Linked DNA regions of Ovis aries: region 1 is linked to region 2. Evidence: chromatin contacts called from public Hi-C data. All regions are on one chromosome and are shown on one strand. Each heading gives the region's core, a stretch centred on a gene start, on an enhancer-like site or on the middle of the called end of the contact. The rest is flanking DNA. Distances are from core to core; before and after follow the strand shown. Region 1 holds the start of LOC132659133 (craniofacial development protein 2-like). Region 2 holds the start of UBXN4 (UBX domain protein 4).

Region 1 (2,990 bases), core at 420-2,919, 750 kb before region 2:
TATTTTAGATTCACACCTAAATGGTATTGTTTTTAGCTTCCAATATCAATTATACATGGGTGATACACAGGAAAGCAACTGACTCTTGTATATTATAATCCTGCTATAGTCACTTACTAGTTTCAGGTTTTTTTTAATACTCTTTAAGATTTTCTACATGAACAATTATGCTACTAGGAACAAAGTCAGTTTTCTTTCTTTCTTCCTGATCTGCTTACTTTGATTTCCTTTTCTTACAAGACTTCTATCTAGGACAACTTTGAAAGGAGTGATGAGATGGGAGTCATGCTTTAGTTGGAAAGTTTCTCACCATTAAGTATGATGCTAGCTCTAAGGCTGTATCAACTTGACTAAGTTGCAAAAGTTCTCTTACATTCCTAGTTTGTTAGAGCTTTTATCACGAATGAGCGTTCAAGGTACACACTTTTTAAGTGTTGCTTTCAGTCAATCTGCCCTGGAACTTCTAAGCAAGGTAGGTAAGAAAGTAAGTTATTTAGACAACCGTTCACGCCAGGTGACTACCAAAATACCTCAATACTATGTGTGACAGGGGGCCGGCAAAGCCAAGATAGATCAGTACACTGAGCATCGGAGCCCCAAAACGATGACAAAAGCCTGGAGATTTAATCAAGAACTCAATGAAAGTACCAGTTGCCTTTAGAAGTATGTCTTCCCGTGCTCTAATCTTTGGCAAATAGGAGCCTCGTGGGGTTACCGTTCAAGAGGTCGCCAAAGTCGGACAGGACTTAACAACAAAAATTTAAAACTTAGAAAATTATTCACACACAGTAGGCTTTGGGTCAAAGCCAGAGACGCACCCACTCCCAGGGTGGAGCTCTGCGGAATTTTCTTGCAGGGACAGGAGAAAGGGTTAATGAATAGTGTTACCATATTTAACACTGATAACTTTTTTCCTCAGCTGTTTTTACAACATCTGCTTCTCTTCAAACTTCTCTTTAAAATCACAGATTTTAAAAAACCACTACCGAAACGGACTGGAAACCTAGTTTGGAAATCAAGATACTCTGATTGCTAACTGGATAACCTTTGGCAGGCAATTAAACCCTCAGCCTGCGTAGTCGTGGAATTCAAACAAGATAATGTAGAGGAAAAGCACTGAAGTGCAGCACAAACGTGGAGCGTCATTTCTTCTGCACCCTTTCTCAGGTAGGTCCCTGCCAGAGCCACCCGTTGAGCTAAGGCTGTCCACCTACCACTTGAAAGTAGGGAGCCTACGATATTGCGCAGACCGATGCTGTGAAAAATAGAGGATGTGCCGAACGACTGCGACACAGAAAGGTTTTGTGGGTTTTTTTTAAGCGCTGCCAGACTCCAGATTCCAGCATCGCCGGGATTTGAGAGTTCACGCCCAGGACACAGGGCGCAGCCGCGTGCCCGCCTCTCCCGTCACCCGACCCGAAACCAGTCTCTCCCTTCCTCTCCACCACGCCCTTAGCCCAGCCAATCCTAGACCCGGCATGCACTGCGCCGACCTTTTCCTTCCAGCCGACCCCCACCTCTGGGCGCCTCCAAATGACAAGGGGCGCGGAGCATTGTGGTCCCGTGCGCGAGAGCGAGGATGGAGGCAGGAAAGAGAAAGCAAAAGGCTGGACGAGCCGATAGAGCGGTCCCCGCGCACGCGCACGCACGGCGACGGAGGTGAAAAGAGGCGGTGCCTGGTCTACGGCGAGCGGAGTGGGGCGGGGTCGCGCGGCCTTGGCGGGGAGTCCGCGAGCCCGGAGGGGCGGGGGGTGGGTGAGGGAGCGGGCGGAGGAGGAAGTGTCATGGCGTCGGGCCGTGGAGCTTCTTCTCGCTGGTTCTTTACTCGGGAACAGCTGGAGAACACGCCGAGCCGTCGCTGCGGAGTGGAGGCGGATAAAGAGCTCTCGTACCGCCAGCAGGCGGCCAACCTCATCCAGGAAATGGGACAGCGTCTCAATGTGTATCCTTTCTTATTCTTGGCCTTCCGCCGCTCACGCCCTGTCCCTCTCACTACTCGCCCGGTCGCCGGGCCTGGTGCCGCGCGAACATGGCGCCGTCGCCTCGGCCTTTGCTGGGCCTCGGCCGTGCCGTAAGGGAAGGCAGGTTCGGGTTCGGAAGGCCGCGAGCGACCGGCGGAGAGGTGGAGGAGGAGGGGAGACCGGGAATGCGGGCCGGGAGGCTGCGTTGTGTAATCTGTTTGGGGCCGCGCGTGGTGGCGGCGGGGGATGGGAGTGCCGCCCAGACGAGAGGGGACTTTTAGGGATTATGGCAGAAAAAAGGCGGTTGCTTCGACTTCTCGTCCGAGAAGGGCTTGCGAACTAGCTCTCAGCAAATTTGATGGCGGTTTTCTCGTACCTGGGGAGCGCACGGGAGGTCTTTATATTGACAAGGTTTTGTATGGGTGTGCGCTCGCCTGTTTTAACTCTGATTTGGGGTTTAGTCAGCCATAGCCATTGATCAATCCTTCCTGGGCTCGCTTAATTTCAATATTAGAGCGAAATGCTCGGCATTTGTTGTTACTGTTAGTATTACCATTTCGGTCTGGAGCCTTTTATAACCGCCAGCCCCCACCCCACCATCCTGTGGGTATTTATTTATTTACTTATTATTACAGTTTGGGGATTGGTTTTGAGTGAACGGGTGGCGTTGGAAAAGGACCGTAGATCGGATATTTTCCTTCAAAATTGTTTTGGAAAGAGATCTTGTTTTTCTCCAGTATTTCCTAAATGTTACGTTCCAGCTCTCAGCTTACAATAAACACTGCGATTGTTTATATGCACAGGTTTTACATGCACCATTCTTTCACCAAATTCAGTAGATACGTAAGTACTATTTTATTGCACTATTTTATTGTTTGTTTTTGCTGCAACCAAATTTTAAGGTACAATCGATACGTAGAAAGGAGTTGGTCGTGGATTTTACTACCGTATTTAGTGTTCCAAGTTAACAGTGAAGGTGAATGGCTTGATGAACATTTTGCTTCAAATGCGCGGTTTCTGGTTCGTTGG
Region 2 (2,754 bases), core at 67-2,566:
TTCCAGCTTGTGTTTCTTCCAGTCCTTTGTAGTGATCTCTAACCAACGACCTTACTCAAGGTCTGCGTTCAACCAAAACCTCCCCTCAGGTACACGCACTGTATATTATTACAGAAGGTGACTGTTGTATTTCTCTTCTTCAAGGTCGAGCTGATAAATTAAGTTCAGTAGAAACCAAAGCCTTGTAGTAAATCCCTACAAACCCCATTAAGTTTCATACCGAGAGACACCCATCCACAATAGCCACTAATCATAATAGAGAATTACATCGTCGCATAGAGTTCCATCCGGGGCGAGGATGATTTCCTCTTATTTAAGTTCTCAAAAAGAAGGGCATCTTCCGATGAGTAGCACCATTTCTCCTTCTCTTCGTAGACTGTGAAGCGGATCTCACGGTCGCCCCCTTAGCCGTACCGGCAAACCACAATTAACATTTCCTAAAATATTAACATTGTCAGACTTTATTTTGGGGGGCTTCAAAATCACTGCAGATGGTGACTGCAGCCATGAAATTAAAAGACGCTTACTCCTTGGAAGAAAATTATGAACAACCTAGATAACATATTGAAAAGCAGAAACATTACTTTGCCAACAAAGGTCCATCTAGTCAAGGCTATGGTTTTTCCAGTGGTCACGTATGGATGTGAGAGTTAGCCTGTGAAGAAAGCTGAGAATTCATGCTTTTGAACTGTGGTGTTGGAGAAGACTCTTGAGAGTCCCTTGGACTGCAAGGAGATCCAACCAGTCCATTCTGAAGATCAACCCTGGGATTTCTTTGGAAGGAATGATGCTAAAGCTGAAACTCCAGTACTTTGGCCACCTCATGTGAAGAGTTGACTCATTGGAAAAGATGCTGGGAGGTATTGGGGGCAGGAGGAGAAGGGGATGACAGAGGATGAGATGGCTGGATGGCATCACTGATTCGATGGACGTGAGTCTGAGTGAACTCCGGGAGTTGGTGATGGACAGGAAGGCCTGGCGTGCTCCGATTCATGGGGTCGCAAAGAGTCGGACACGACTGAGTGCCTGAACTGAACTGAACCGAAGAATATTAAAGGGACCAAGCCAAGACTACAATTCCCGTCATGCATCGCGAAGGCGCCACCGACGCCATTTAGCGATTAGTCATTCTTCCCTACGCCTCTTCCTATTTCCGAGACTGCAGCGCCTTGCGGCCTCGCGTGCGCGCGCACACTCCGACTTGCCAACGAGACAAGGCACAGGGGCGTGGCGCTTACGCTGACGTGTAGCGTCACGTGTCTCGGGGTGCGCCTCGCCTGCGCGTTCAATGGGCCGCTGACGGGCTTGCGCTCCTGTGCGGAGCCGGAGGCGGGGTGCGGACCGGCTGGGGCTGCGGGGCCCCCGGAGCTAGGCGACGGAGAGGGCGGGGCCAACTCCGGGACCGCGGCGACAACACACCGAGCGAGCGCCTCGGCCCGAGGGCAGCGATGCTGTGGTTCCAGGGCGCCATTCCGGCCGCCATCGCGTCGGCCAAGAGGAGCGGCGCGGTCTTCGTGGTGTTCGTGGCAGGTGAAGGAGGCGAGGGCCCGAGATGTGGCACGGACACCCCCTCCGGCCTACCTCCAACCCCAGGGGCCCCCAGCCTTTCCTCCGGGCCCCGAGAGGCCCGGCTGCCAGTCCCTGGCGTCTCAGCGCCTGCCCCGTCCGTTTGGAGTACACCTGGCCTGACCCCCACCGCTCGCTTTTCCCGGCCCCCCTGCGGGAGGCACGGTCCCGTCCTCGCCCCCAAAGCGCGCCGAGCCCCGCTGTCTCCCCGGTGCGGGGCGAGGGGACGGGTCGAGCAGGCCCTAGCCGCCCTGCTCGCGGTCGAGCCTGACTCCGCTCCGCCTGCGGAGTTGGACCGGCAGACCCCACCGTCGCCTCCTGGCGCCCCAGACGGAGTGCTCCACTTGGAGAGACCCACTTGGAGAGACTTTAACTCCCGTATAGTTAGTCTGTAGGTGAGGCGAGAGACGGGCCCTAAGACAGGCAGTTTTGCTTGTAATTAGTTGTGGACTTTCAGGAAGAAAGCTGTGTCATCGGTAATCAACAAAGAGAAACCACCTGATGTTTCACTGTTACTGGCTTTCGTGTTTTCCTGAAACGTAAACCTTTGAGGTCTATATAAATCGGATTTTTTTTTAATGCCATCGGAGTGAAGGATCTCATATGCAATAATTTGCAAGTGGAGTGTCTTTTAACCGTTTATTTAGAAGTAGACACACAAACATTGATTCTTTTTATTGTCTTCCTAGTATCATAGATACAGTTTTAGAATGTGTACTAACTCATCTATTCTGTGTTGCTCTGGGTTAGTTTGCTCCGTATTTTATTAGTGCAGTCTTCTAGATCTGCAGTACACTTGTGCCTCTGTGACGTTTTGCTGATCCTCATTACCTGAACCGAATTAGTATTTGCGACTACTGTTAATTTGAGGTGCATTATTTCAACTATTTGTGTTTAATAACGGTTTGTTCATTATTAACTATGGCTTGGAAGGCTCGGTAATAACCCGTAACTTTATGCACTGTAGTGAAAAGCAAGTTGCTGAAATATGAGTTTCACAACATTAAATTTGAAATTTTGAATTGTTTTAAATTATGGTAAAATTTTAACTCATTGCTGTTAATTAGAAGAGGTGGAGTAGTTCAGATTCTTTTATGCTGTTTTTTTAGAGTTATATTTCACATAATAAGTAACTGCTGTAAACCTATAAGAAAATAAGTGGATTAAAAAGAAAAGAAAGGGCTTCCC

Evidence for each region. Hi-C and Micro-C count contacts between places; a contact is called where the count stands out from the background.
Region 1: a contact with region 2 is called in a Hi-C map of liver, with 2.5 times the contacts expected there. The contact joins the promoter of LOC132659133 here to the promoter of UBXN4 in region 2. A contact is called at or near these places in 2 of 16 Hi-C or Micro-C datasets (blood and liver).

Annotation. Positions count from the first base shown.
Region 1 is chr2:175,835,854-175,838,843 of ARS-UI_Ramb_v3.0, reverse strand. It overlaps LOC132659133 (craniofacial development protein 2-like), which reads right to left and starts at 1,669. Exons shown (of 3, transcript XM_060408828.1): 1 at 1,518-1,669. CCNT2 (cyclin T2) reads left to right here and starts at 1,758. Exons shown (of 10, transcript XM_012139105.5): 1 at 1,758-1,942; 2 at 2,723-2,804. The coding sequence starts at 1,785.
Region 2 is chr2:175,085,352-175,088,105 of ARS-UI_Ramb_v3.0, reverse strand. UBXN4 (UBX domain protein 4) reads left to right here and starts at 1,316. Exons shown (of 12, transcript XM_060410068.1): 1 at 1,316-1,530. The coding sequence starts at 1,449.